Regions from separate parts of the Zea mays genome. Here region 1 is linked to region 2. A link is a contact called in public Hi-C data. All regions are on one chromosome and are shown on one strand. Each heading gives the region's core, a stretch centred on a gene start, on an enhancer-like site or on the middle of the called end of the contact. The rest is flanking DNA. Distances are from core to core; before and after follow the strand shown. Region 1 holds the start of LOC542217 (lysosomal alpha-mannosidase). Region 2 holds the start of LOC103648019 (serine carboxypeptidase-like 45).

Region 1 (6,876 bases), core at 3,133-5,632, 290 kb after region 2:
TACGGTTCACTCCATTCCTGTGTGCGCAGTGCGCACGCGCGCCTCTCTCTCCCTCACTCACTGTCTGTCGCTCACAAGCATATCCTGCTTCCATTCCGTCACACTCACAATACACGACACACCGCGAAATTCTACTGAACAGATTTTTTTCTACCATTTGGTTTAAAGTAGTAGTAAAATTTGCTAACATCTCACGTTTTTTTTTTGTTTCGGACGGTAGTCGCACCATCTTTTACTGCCTTCAAATCGGAAATTCGGGTTGGCAGCTTCCTCTGTGACCCGTGTCAGGCCACAACCAATCACTGCCCCCGTCTTGAAGGCCGTGCGCGCGCATGTGCGGCTGGATCTACCGCCGCCGCCGCCGCCGCCGGGACGTGCGCGCTCGTTGCTGCTTCGGAAGTGCAGGTGAAATTGTGAAAAGCTCCGAGTTGATGCATTGCAGTGTGCCTTGGACGGTTCTGGTCCAGGCTACAAAAGAGAGAAAGAGGAGAGAGACCCTGCGCCGCTGTGAAGGTGTTTGCTTGCAGGCAGCGGGATTCGCTCTGCGCCGGCGTGCTGCAGGTGTACCGTACGCGTCGCCCTGAGACCGGCGGCGGAGCTCCGGCACCCCGTCGCGCCGGTCAGGTGTTCTCTTTCTTTCTTTTCCACCAACCGGAGAAGGCATTCCCGGCAGGCTGCTTACAGGGGCTTTGGGCATAGGGTCATCAGGGCAGCCGCCCCCAAGTCCGAGAGGCCCTACTCTCTCTAGTTAATTGTAACATAGTAGCTATTATTAGGTTATATAATCTAATCTCTAACTTGAGAGTTTTGAAGTTAAGCTTTCTAGAACTATCCATATCTTCTATTCATATTTTTAAGTTGAAGTTATTAAAAAAATATTTAAGGTCTATAATGTCTCATAAACAATTGAATAGTTTGGCCACCTATGTAGTGAGAAAAAAATTATTAGATAAGATTAATATTAACACGATCATTAATGACTTTGTCTAAAGAAATGTTAGAATAAACTTTAGAGGTATTGTAAAATTTATTTTGTTTTGAGATCACATTAATTCTTATCAATAATATATATATATATATATATATATATATATATATATATATATATATATAAAACCAGGAAAATATTATACTTATAAGAGGCTCGTTTTTTTATGTTCGCTCTAGGCCACCCAAATCTCAGCTCTGGCCCTGCTTACAGGACAAGGGTCATACGATAAGACCAAAGGAAAAGGGGGGCACTATATATATAAGGACTACATCGGTCCTAAATTAAAATTTGTTTTAGATTTTTAATTGGATTCATACAATAATTAATGTATGTATTTTGTTTGTGTCTATATTTATCATCATCCATTTAAATATAATCATTACAAACCAAGAGCCAAAACAAATACTAATTTGAAAACGGAGGGAGTATAAGTAAGCTAAATTTTTATTCTAGTTCTATCTTTGACTTCAGAGGCAGAAGAAACTTGTACCTAAATAAGTTTGCAGTTTTCACTTGATATGTCCTCTAATTAGCTAACTAATTGAGGTTATATGCCGTGCTTTTTTTGTTGGTACACAACTCTCTGAAGCCAGACCAGGTCGGCATTGCATGACGGAGGCGCAGCATCGCGGATTCCTTCTAAATGATCAAGGGGGCAAACAATTCCATGGGCCAAAGGTTCGTCAAACTCCCTATGCGCATCAGGTGGAGGAAACGAAACAACACAGCCCATGGGCCTTGACGGCGATGAAGCAACCGATGGTGTGGACCACACGTGGCAAAGCCATCTCATTGGTGTTTTATTTATCCGGAGTGGCGTGTCCGCATGTGCAGGGATATTTTTTGGATTTGATTTGATTCTTCAAGTTGTGATGTCTATGTCTGTCACCTTCCTTATCCGATCTCGTTTTTGCACAGGGGCCCTTCAATGCCCATCCAATTTACATCGACATGCACAACACTTTACATTACTCCCTTTATTCTAAATTAAAATTTGTTTTAGTTAATTAATAGGTTCATACAATATTTATTGTATATGTTTTATATGTGTCTAGGTTTATCTTCATTTATTTAAATGTAGACATAAAAACTAAGAGCTAAAACGACTACTACATTCGTTCTCAAATATTTATCGATGGCTAGTTTATTTTTTAATTTTAACTAAAACACGATAAATAAATAAAAAATAGATGGAGTAGTATTTAGCACCGTGGCATGCAAATGTACGCTTCTCTGGACAGTGGACACCAGAAGAAATTTTCCCCTCCCCCCCTGCTTTAGTAAAAAAACGTTCAATATAATCAACCAGTATATATTACTACGGCTAGCCCCTTTAAATTTGGGCGAAACTTGTATGGCAATATATATACTTTATATATCATAGTGAAGAACCTGTAATAATTACTTTTACGAATCATAGTGAATCCTCTCAAAGTATGCATAGTTCATGAATCATAGTGGAAAACCTCTAATCATTAGCTTATGAATCGTAGGGAAGAGCTTGTAACCATCCATGTGACATTGCAAAACAAGAGACCATGGTAATATTTGGCATAGCTTGTGCTTGTCGCACGAGTTGTTTGCTTAAAATGTTGGTAGCTTGGTAGGAGTAAATATATACTCTCTCTCCTAAATTAGTATTCGTTTTAGCTCTTTGTTTTTACATTTATATTCAAATGAATGAAGACGAATCTAGACAATTATACAAATACATTGTATGAATCCATTAAAAACCTAAAACGAATTTTAGTTGGGAGTATTACATGCTGTTGCTTTGTTTTCAGTGCTGACATAGCTTGCTACAGCAGCAACAAATAGTACGGACCACAATTTTTTGCTTTTGTTAAATACAAGATGAAAAATAAGTTAAGCCCAACGAAATGTACCTATATTGTAAGCATAAGACGAGTCGACGATTGAGATTTGAAAGTTGACGAGTACATATCTACTATACATTATATTTGAAAACTAAAGAGATTATATATATGTGTACACAAAGATACTTGTCGTGTCACGCAATGCTGTCGTATTTTGTAAGTAGTTCCCGCCGTGCAAAGCAGTAGTCAAATGTAACTATTTTGACCAGTAGGAAGTACGTAGTTACATTACTATACAGTAAATCCATCCGTGCGGTCAATTTTGTTATGCTTTGTTTGGATGTCGATTTTGAATTGGTTTTAATATCAAATCAACAGTGATATTGAGATGCGATATAATTTCAATTCTATTGTTTGGATGTTATTAAATTGGACTTTAGAATTGTGTGGTTCAATTTCACACACTATAGATGAGTGATGCTTTGTATTGACAGAGAGAATTTTTAGTTATAGTCCAATTTCAGATAATTAAGTCTTTGATTCCAAATCTCGATTCTATATGCAACAAAATAATAGAATTATGAAAATCTTGTTATAATTTCTAATTCCGTGCTCCAATATCCAAAACAGGGTATTATACATTTTCCCTCCCAAATTATAGGAATGATAGCGGCACGATATTTCGGATATAAATAAAAGGAAAACCAATTTGGACCTCCCCCGCCTAGAGATGGCAATGGGTACCCGAAACCCGAAACCCGATGGGTTTTTATCCCATTAGGGTACAGGTTTGGGTCAATTTTCATACCCATGGGTTTGTTAATGGGCATAAATGTATACCCGACGGGTTCATGGGTACGGGTTTGTTCCTATAGTACCCAAACCCGTGAACCCGTGGGTTTTTTAAACCCGACCAAACCTAGTGTATATTGTCATTTTATTTTATAAACGAACAACAAACTTGTTATCTACCTATTTACTTCCTATTTTTTATCAAATAGTGAATGTATAAGTAGTTGGTGAGAGTGTTGCTTGCTTGTTATTATAGTTATTACTAGCGTTATATATGTGGTGGATGTATAACTTAGTGCAAGGTAACTTGATTATACAACTTATTATTTGTATTTAATTCTCTCTACTAATATTTTTTATACCAAATCATGAACTCGTTGTTCATTACATAAATTTTGGACCATGATCTCATTAATCATTACGATACTTATTGATTATAGAAAGAATAAGTATATTGGAGATAAAACCCGCGGGTAACCCGTGGGTACCCGCTAACCCGATGGGTACGGGTTTGGGCAAAATTTCAAACCCGTCACGAGTACGGGTTTTTTAATGGGTTTAAATATTTTTCACGGGTATGAGTCTGGGATAGCAAAACCCGGCGGGTTTGTACCCGTTGCCATCTCTACCCCCGCCCCCATGGCCCCACCCAAGACCCCACTCGAGAGGATACTCATTTGCAGAAACCACCCCACGGGAGTCGGGACGCTGACGTGGCGCAGCGAGTGCGCCAGGCCGCCAGCTACTCGCCGGGCATCGTCGCCCACCGCCAGGTGGGGCCCCGTCCCAAGCTTCTTCTTAGCTGCTTGCCTGCTTGACCTGAGGCCTCCGCCGGTCGCAACAACAGTCTACAGTCAATCACAGTCCCCGCTTCCCGGCGGCCACCGCTGCATCCTCCCTTTCCACGCTCCACTCTCCTAGCGCGCCCGCCTTCATGGGCCCCGTTCGACTCGCCCTCCTCCTTTCCGTCGCCGCCGTCCTCGCCGCCGCGGGCGCGGTGTACATCCCCTACAACACGTCGGCGGGGGTGGTGCCGGGGAAGCTCAACGTGCACGTCGTGCCGCACACCCACGACGACGTCGGATGGCTCAAGACCGTAGACCAGTACTACGTCGGATCCAACAACTCCATCCAGGTGAGGCGCCTGCTCCGCCGCGCTGACCTCCGCTCTCCGATTTCGTCGCGCGCGGTTAATTTGACTGTTTTTTTTGGAGCCTAGCATTGGCGCGCTAATCGCTTGCGCATGCTTTCGGGTCCGGGGATCCGTAACTAATTTTCTGAACTGTGCTTGTTCTTCGTCAACTTGGCTCTACCTTGTTTAAACTAATTTGGTGTGTTTTTTTCCTGGTTGAAGGGGGCATGCGTGCAGAACGTGCTGGATTCGCTCATCCCGGCGCTTCTCAAGGACGAGAACCGAAAGTTCATCTATGTTGAGCAGGTAAATACTAAATAGTAGTGACTTGCAACTGTCGAGCCTCCGATGCGCCGTAAGCTGGGCTGTGGCAAACTTGGTGTGTGAAAATTGGAGGATAGGAAGCAATGCACATCTACCTGTGGCCATTCTGTTGGTTCCGTGGGCTTGTGGAACTAGTACATACAGTCTATGTTCCTTGCTGCCGACGCAGGGAACGGAAGTTAGATTACAACTCCGAATAACTGCATCCAAACCCTTCGTGAAGTAGTGCAGAGTGGGCTATCTTTTAGATGGAGATTTTTTTTACTTTTGTTTTTTTCCTGACCTGTGGTTATATATGTACGAGTACGGCTGCAGGCATTCTTCCAAAGATGGTGGAGGAACCAGAATGACATGATCAAGGATACAGTGAAGGGGCTCATCAGCTCTGGACGGCTGGAATTAATGTATGTTCCTTCAAGTTTTGTAGCTGCCACTCTATAGATTGTATTGCCAGAAGTTATTTTTGTTCTGTGGTGAATGACATATTGCTTCTGGTCTCGAAGAAATGGTGGCATGTGCATGCACGATGAGGCGGCTGTACACTATATTGACATGATCGATCAGACTACACTTGGACACAAGTACATCAAGGAGGAGTTTGGCCAGATCCCACGGATTGGCTGGCAGATTGATCCGTTTGGGCACTCTGCGGTTCAGGCTTACCTTCTTGGCGCAGAAGTAATTGTTTTTTTTGTTTCATATTCAAGTTTCGTCCCATTGCATGATAAAATGAATTTTTGCATTTCCACAATAATGTACGTATCATCATTATAGAAATATCCACAATATTTGGAAACCTGAATGTTTGGATATTTCACTTTTTTCTTTTGCGGACTAGACCTTCTATTGTAGGTATAGCTACTTATATACAACATGTAGCCATGGACAATAAGAAATTAATGATCTCTTGTCGTTTCTGCTACTGCCCTTATTATTTGTGTGATTGACAGGTAAACACACTTCTTGACTAGCCACAGAACTAGTATTGTCTAAAACAAACTCATTTCCTTAACTGAAGTAACAGTTGCACCTGTGGTGTTCAAGGAACATATTTGACTTACTAGAAGAGAGATGGCTCACTAAATATTTTATTGCCTATCAGGTAGGATTCGATGCTTTCTATTTCTTCCGGATTGATTACCAAGACCGTGATACACGGAAAGGAACAAAAGAACTCGAGGTTGTATGGAGGGGCTCCAAGACCTTGGGCTCATCGGCTGATGTAAGTGGCTTGTTTCTTTTTCAAAAGTACACAATGCACCTCGTTATATGTTCCATTTACAAATATTTCCATGATGCCATAGATGCTAAGTGCTAACCCGCTTCAATTTTTGACACAATTTGTTTTGTTTCTGTTTCAAACCTATATGTTTCTTTCAGATCTTTGCTGGCATCTTTCCAAAAAACTATGAACCACCTCCTGGTGATTTTTATTTTGAAGTTGATGATAATTCCCCTGTTGTCCAGGTAATTAATCAGAAATTTGGTACTATAGATATTGTGTATTATTCAAGCACTTAGCATGAGCCAATTCCTGGTTTTCCTCCACGCAGGATGATCCCCTTCTTTTCGATTATAATGTTGAAGAACGAGTTAATGATTTTGTTGCTGCAGCTGTAGCACAGGTACATCTTCTTGAACACAAGTACAAGTACATTCAGTTATCAGTACTTTCATCTTTTGTGCTGATGCACTTTCTTTGTGGATATATATGCAAATGGGCCTCTAGCTGAGTTGGTTAGGTGGCTCTAGTAGCACTGCGGTCCTAGGTTCTGACTCCCTGTGGATAGTGAATTTAAGGCTAGGGTTAAAACCCCCTC
Region 2 (7,073 bases), core at 804-3,303:
CACACGCCTTACCTTAGATTTAATTTATATGTGGCGCCATCTTTTTAGACACCGAGACGTCCCCTTGCGCTTGAGCGTGATTAGTTTTTGTCCTAAAGCTGGGAGCAGCTTGTGTTAGCTCAATAATTGCACGGGGTTGCCTGCCTGTTCATCCTTTTCATAACACAGCAGGGGCTTGTCGTCCCTCTAGCTTTGTAAGTAGCATTGTGTAACTGCCGGCTGCTGTGTTACCGGCAGAGTTTCTTGATGCACGCGTAGCTTGTGAAGATCCCGTTTCTTCTTTATGGTTCGGGTGGGGAATCTTGGTGTTCGCATCTGTAATACTGTTTCCTTCCTGAAAATTTGCGAGACAGTGGTCTCAGCAGCGCTAAAAGCCAATCAATCACTCAGGCAGTCAGCCAGCCAGCCTCGCTGCCGTCGCAACACAGAGTCAGAGAGATAGATAGATAGATGCTCGACGGACAAGACCCCTGGGCAAGAAACCAAAGGCGTGGTACCAGACAGACAGAAGCCGGATGTCGCTCCACGGAAAAAACAGGCGCTCGCGTCCATTTGCAAACCGTAATTAGCGCAGGGTCACATGCCACTCCAGACCACCACGGCCTTTTGCCTCTGCACTCACTCCTGCCCCTTCCTGTCCGTGTGCCTTTTGCCTCCTGCCTGCCCTCTGGGTTATACTTACTAGCCGGATGCATGTGTCGTTGTACGCGCTACATTCTTCTGTACCGTACAGATGAAATTCCATGATTATTAACTTTCAGAGTTTTTTTTTCCTTCTTCTTCAGTGCTCTAGAAAGGTTTGTTCAAGTAAAATTAACACAGACTGTATTTTCATCAGTTTGTATTTTTCATCTTCGGTACTTATTACATCCTGTATAACTTCAACTATGATGCCGTTATGTTTACTTTTTACTCTCTTTTTTTTCGTCTGTTTGTTTCTAGGGCCACTTCCTAGGTTCTAAGCAGCCACGTGAACACAGCAACTGTATAACTTCAACTATGCTGCCGTTATGTCTGTTGAAAGGCGTGCCGTGACGTGGACGAAATGCGCCCCACACCCACGGTTGCTTCAACTTCAACGGTTCAACCCCACCCACAATTCTGGCCGAACTTCAGTGTGGCATGTAGCTAAAAGCCTAAAACACACACTCTTTAAAATATATGGGATTTTTATTTCCCGTTCCTGTGGTTGTGAATGCAACTAGTCGATGGAACACTTGAATAGTTTTCTTCTCACAGAGAAACTAGTAGTCGATGGAAGGAAACAATTGGTCACATTGGCCTGTGTGAATCATGACGCTGACAAGCGGGGACGAAGTCCCCACCACTTACTTACTGCGCAGAGGGCGAGCAGCCGGATAAACGAAAGCGCAACTGTGGAAGCCCTAAAGGCCTACTTTCTGTAATGCACCAAAGGCTTTTGCCCCCCTTGGGCCCATCTTGTCCCTCTCGACGCGCGCGCTTTCATGTCATGTGATGACCTGCTAAACAATTTGTTCACGGCTCAGGTCAGGCATATTTCTCCAAACGTACTCTAGTGGTGTGATTTAAAACTGGTGGGCAGAACATTAAGGCCTACTTTAGGTACTCTAGTAATAAATGTGATTGGAGTGAATTGAGATGTATTGAGAGAATATTTGATCTATTAGGGATTTACATCTTTTTCAATCCCACCAAAACACTCTAATCCCAAAGTATCCAAACTAGGCCTAAAAGAAAAAGGAATTTGAGAAAGTCAATGTCCATCCGGTGCAAAAAAAGCTCCGTTCGCTGCGACTTACTGTGGCTTTAATCTGACTGTGGTTACGATGCTTACCTTGTTCGTCAAACTAGGCACATGGGGCTGCTCCGCTGCTGCATCATCTTAATCCTGAACCCAATCGACGTTCAGAGAAAAAAAAATGGGAAGCGTTAAGCAACTGTTGCTCCAACCCTTAACTTAATCCTGATCACATGTGACTGCATCTATGTTTGTTTAGAGAGGACTGACAAACCACGCCAACAGCCCTAACAAAGCGTACCTTTCATCTCCTTTTCCCCTGCTACTGCTATATATATTTTCCGTCCTCTCCAGCTCCAAGGCCAAGCACAGGCCCTCCCTCCCTCCCTTCCCTGCATCCGCCACTCCCACTCTCTCCCTCCCCACCTCCTCCTCGTCCCGTTGAATCATTCAGCTTTTGAAACTATTTTTTTGTGCTCTCAAGGCAAAAGAGCACACTTAACTCTTCCACGCCTGTCTCTCTCTCTCTCCCTCTCCAGTCACACACACACTATCTCTGTCCATCGGCCGATCGGCGGCATGGCCACGCCATTAGCTCCAGCGAGCTCCTTCATTACCAGGCCACTGGCGCTGGCGCTAGTGCTCGTCGCGGCCGCGCTCTGCCGTCCGGCTTCCTGCGCAGCCGCCGCGGCCGCCGCGGACAGGATCACGCGGCTCCCCGGGCAGCCGGAGGTGAGCTTCGGCCAGTACTCCGGCTACGTCGGCGTGGACGGCGACGGCGGCGGCAAGCGGGCCCTGTTCTACTACTTCGTGGAGGCCGATGCCCCCGACCCTGCCTCCAAGCCTCTCGTCCTCTGGCTCAACGGCGGTGAGTTCTCTTCTTTGCAGCTCTTGTTCGACATTTTTTTTCTTTCTCTCTTGGTGATGAAAGAGGAAATCCTTGCTCGATCCAAGTTTTTTTTTTGTCATCTACCCGTCCGATCTTTGCTCTTTCTGAGATTCCTTCTGGTCCTGTAGGGCCTGGGTGCTCGTCGCTGGGCGTAGGGGCCTTCTCAGAGAACGGGCCGTTCCGGCCTAGTGGGCAGGTGCTGGTGAAGAACGAATACAGCTGGAACAAAGGTACGTACGTACGTACGTATCGTACGGTGAATGTGCATCCCTTTGCTTGCTGCCCGTTCCAATTCCTTCACTGCATTCTCTGTCTCTGTTCTTGCTGGTGGTTTTTGGTGTGAGTTTTTAGTGCTGTTTCTTGCTTGCTCAAAAAAGAAAAAGAAAAATAAAAACATGGAAACTGCAGAGGCCAATGTGATATACCTGGAGACGCCGGCTGGCGTTGGCTACTCATACTCTGCCGACGCTGCCTACTACCAGGGCGTGGATGACAAGATGACAGGTACTTGCTCGGAATGCTCAATCTACATGCTTGCGTTGCGGCCTAGTTAGCTTTTATCACTGTTCATCAGTTACATTACAGTCTGCTCCTAGCAGTGCTGTTTGCTGCAGCAAGAGCGAAGCATAAAAAAACAGCGATTTTTTTTGTTTGTTTTGCGCTGAAGAAAAATGGTGGTGGTGGTGTGTGTAAGAAAAGTGACACGCAAGGAGGGGAGGGGAGGAGAGGGGCATGCTGCCATGCTCTCTATCTTTTTGTTTGAGCAGTAGCAGTACGTAGCAGCGGCAGCAGTGCGTGTGACTGGGAGTGATGATGATCCCTTCTAACTTTCTCCACCACCTCTGCACTGCATGCACGTCTGGTCTGGACCAATGAAGCCATGGACAACATGGTGTTCCTGCAAAGGTGGCTCCAAAAGTTCCCACAGTACAGGGGCAGGGACCTGTACATCGCCGGAGAAAGCTACGCAGGTAGGAGGACAGGGAGTATATACAATATACACAGCTATCATTCAGCTAGCATGGTCGTTGTTTCGATCGAGAAACATGCTATTAATTAACGCTGCCTCTGTTTCGGTTTCGGGAATGCTATGCAGGGCACTACATCCCGCAGCTCGCCGAGGCCATGGTGGAGTTCAACAACAAGGAGGAGAGGATCTTCAACCTCAAAGGCGTCGCCGTAAGCAACCCTGAACCCTGGACCTGTCTCTGCACTGAAACTCTGCTCGTTCTTTGCCTCTGATCTGACGATGGGCATCGGCCGTCGGTCCGTGAACCGAATCAGCTGGGCAACCCGGTGCTGGAGTTCGCGACGGACTTCAACTCCCGCGCCGAGTACTTCTGGTCGCACGGCCTCATCTCCGACGCCACGTTCCGCGCCTTCACCTCCGCCTGCAACTACTCCCGCTACGTCGCCGAGTACTACGGCGGCGCGCTGTCGCCGCTGTGCGCCAGGGTGATGAACCGGGTGACGCGCGAGACCAGCCGCTTCGTCGACAAGTACGACGTCACGCTCGACGTCTTCCTCTCGTCCGTGCTCTCCCAGTCCAAGACCCTCTCGCCGCACGTACGTATTATACGCCGTCTCGTCTGTCTGCCCTGACGAACAAGAAGAAGAAGAATCGACTCTGATGCGGAAATGGAATGCGCGCAGGAGCAGGTCGGGCAGCGGGTCGACGTGTGCGTGGAGGACGAGACGGTGAGGTACCTCAACCGGCGGGACGTGCAGGCGGCGCTGCACGCGAGGCTCGTCGGCGTCGACAAGTGGGCGGTCTGCAGCAGGTATCCTATCCATTCGGCTCGACACAGCTGCACAGCCTGCAAGTGCGACCGGTTCGGTTCCGTCTGAAGGAGACATGGCTAACGTCCCGCTTCTGCTGCAGCGTTCTCCAGTACGAGCTGCTCAACCTGCAGATCCCGACCATCAACGTCGTCGGATCGCTCGTGAGATCCGGGATCCGAGTGCTGGTTTACAGGTATAGCATGCGTATGAATTATGAAAAGGGTTGTTTGAGATTTGCAAGTGCAGCAAAGGTTCTAACATTCAGCATTGTTTCTTGTTTTTTTTTTTTGGCAGCGGCGACCAGGACTCGGTGATCCCTCTCACGGGGAGCCGGACCCTGGTACAGAGCTTGGCGCGTGGCATGGGGCTCAAGACCACCACCCCCTACAGAGTCTGGTTCGAAGGGCAGCAGGTGATGAAACGCCTTAGAACTTTGGCTTTGCCAGTGCATCTAGCTGCAGACTGAACATCTTCACTGTGGCATCTCATTCTCCCTGCGCAGGTTGGAGGATGGACACAGGTGTACGGAGGCGGCGCGCTGTCCTTCGCCACCGTCAGAGGCGCCTCCCACGAGGCGCCCTTCTCGCAGCCCGGCCGGTCGCTCGTGCTCTTCCGAGCGTTCCTGCAGGGCCAGCCTCTGCCCGAAACCTTCTCGTGATGAGCAATGGCTGGCTGGCTGGCTCTGGTGCGGCTCTTGATCTGAAGGCAAGTCACTGGTTTCCTGGACGCAGCAGCTCTTCTGCGCGTGCGAGGGGGTGGGTTTTGCACTCTAGTAAACTGTAAGAAGGTGTTCCGGTGTGTTCGCTGTTTCTTCAGCATCCAAGGCTCGGCAATTGTCTAGAGAAGTGGAAAGAATTCGTCTCTCGTCTGCGTGTGTTCGTTTTTGTCTGTAAATGTTCTGCTAGTGCTGCAAGAACATTGCATATTCTTGGACACGAAGAGTGGGAAAAAAACACACACACACACACGAAGAAAACAAGTGTTGGCAAACCGGCAGGCAATGATGCCCAAGAAAAGCTATACGGCAGGTGCCATGAGATCGGCAGAGACGAACACCTGTAAATGCAGGCATGAAGAAGCAAAAGCACCTGGAAGGGGCGGCAGCGGCACCATGAGAGCCCCCGCCGCCCGGTCCACCGATTCACGTCCGTGTCCATGATCCTAGGATAGGTGCCACCGTTTCAGACTTCGAGTAAAGGCGTTCTCTCGGCCATCGATTCCACGGAGCGCGGCAGGAAGAGCTAGCTGGCATGTGACGGTCTGATGGCCGTCTTTCTGCACTGCCTCTGAATCGGGAGCACCGGACGGACAATGATGGCTGGCTATGAGGTTGTAGTTGTACAGGGAGACGGGTGGGTCTTCCAGGAGTAAAGGGGACTCCAGCAGAGGAGACGAGCCAGCCACGCATGAGCGCTAGGGTAGGGTGCTCGAAAGTTTCAGCAGATAGGATAGGATGGAACATAGGCTGTGGTAAGCATCTCTAGCAGTTCCAAAAAAAATCCCTAAAAATCAATTAAGGATGTTATTAACCGAAAATCATGCTCCAACAATCTCATAAATGAGGTCCCAAATATATCAACTTCGTAAATATTCTTCTTTGTTTAGTCCCCAGACTTATGGAGTTGTCTAGCATTCTCGATAGCCTATTTCGTATTTTCAATCGCACCATAAAATCACTTGTATACCATCGAGTTCGCGCTCATGTAAAAATGATTCACTTTGAATAATTTGAGTTGTGGATTTCGGGGGTGAGGAAGATGGACCAATATGAATATATAGCCTCCTTCCATGACAAAAGTTTTTTGGTGTAATACCCAATTTGTAAAAAAATATAAAAGGTGAAATTATTTCCTTTATACATATGTGTTGTCTCTACCACTAAATTGTACATCATGATGGAGTTTTGCTTGTTTGTGCACTTGATAATAAAAATAATAATAACATAAATATAATAATGAGATGGAAATTTGAATTTAAAACAAAGGTGCATTTTAGGGAATTGCAAAAAAATATAAATAAAATAGGGGATAAATATTATGCAACACAAAATAAATTTATAAATAAATAAATGTATCACATTTTGGGCATGTCCAAACTGTACTTTTAATCTGAGGATAATTTATCACAGGATTTGAATTTGAAATTTAAATTCAAAATAAGAAGGAAAAACAAAACAGAAAAGAATCTATACTACTTATTAAGAAGGTAAGAGTAGTCTGCCGTTCTGCCCTCCCGCAAAAAAAAAAATCAAACCATGGCTACTCAAGGATCGAACCTTGGATCTATTAAGCAGAATGCCTAGCCTTCCACCCTCTAACCAATGTGATTCATGTTGAATAGCGTACAACTTCAACTAAGACGTCTTTTGTGTTTAACCTGCCGTCCACTCTGTATGTTCACTGAGTCTAGAAAAATATTTATAGCTTGGCCCCTGATCTTTTTGGAAAATGGGACGCAGTCCAGGAAATAAAGAAAATAGGGAAAAGGAGTTTAGAAATTGATTTTTAGTTTAAAAATAATTGCAGAAACCCATTTAATTCATGGAAATTTCATATTAAATCCAAATGAGTTCATTCCAATTTCTATAATTCTATAATATTATTTTTATCACATAATACCTCTGTTTTGTCATGAAAACAACAATAGAATTGATTTCCTAATTAATCCTATATCAAATACATA

The links. Hi-C and Micro-C count contacts between places; a contact is called where the count stands out from the background.
Region 1: a Hi-C map of tassel shows a contact between it and region 2, with 3 times the contacts expected there. The contact joins the promoter of LOC542217 here to the promoter of LOC103648019 in region 2. A contact is called at or near these places in 2 of 25 Hi-C or Micro-C datasets (ear and tassel).

Annotation. Positions count from the first base shown.
Region 1 is chr2:229,826,288-229,833,163 of Zm-B73-REFERENCE-NAM-5.0, forward strand. LOC542217 (lysosomal alpha-mannosidase) reads left to right here and starts at 4,383. Exons shown (of 29, transcript NM_001305853.1): 1 at 4,383-4,735; 2 at 4,955-5,038; 3 at 5,372-5,460; 4 at 5,560-5,734; 5 at 6,159-6,278; 6 at 6,437-6,523; 7 at 6,610-6,681. The coding sequence starts at 4,535.
Region 2 is chr2:229,533,630-229,540,702 of Zm-B73-REFERENCE-NAM-5.0, forward strand. LOC103648019 (serine carboxypeptidase-like 45) reads left to right here and starts at 2,054. Exons shown (of 10, transcript XM_008672520.3): 1 at 2,054-2,588; 2 at 2,738-2,839; 3 at 3,018-3,113; 4 at 3,488-3,580; 5 at 3,706-3,788; 6 at 3,894-4,175; 7 at 4,263-4,390; 8 at 4,492-4,584; 9 at 4,686-4,803; 10 at 4,894-5,326. The coding sequence starts at 2,300. The coding sequence ends at 5,049.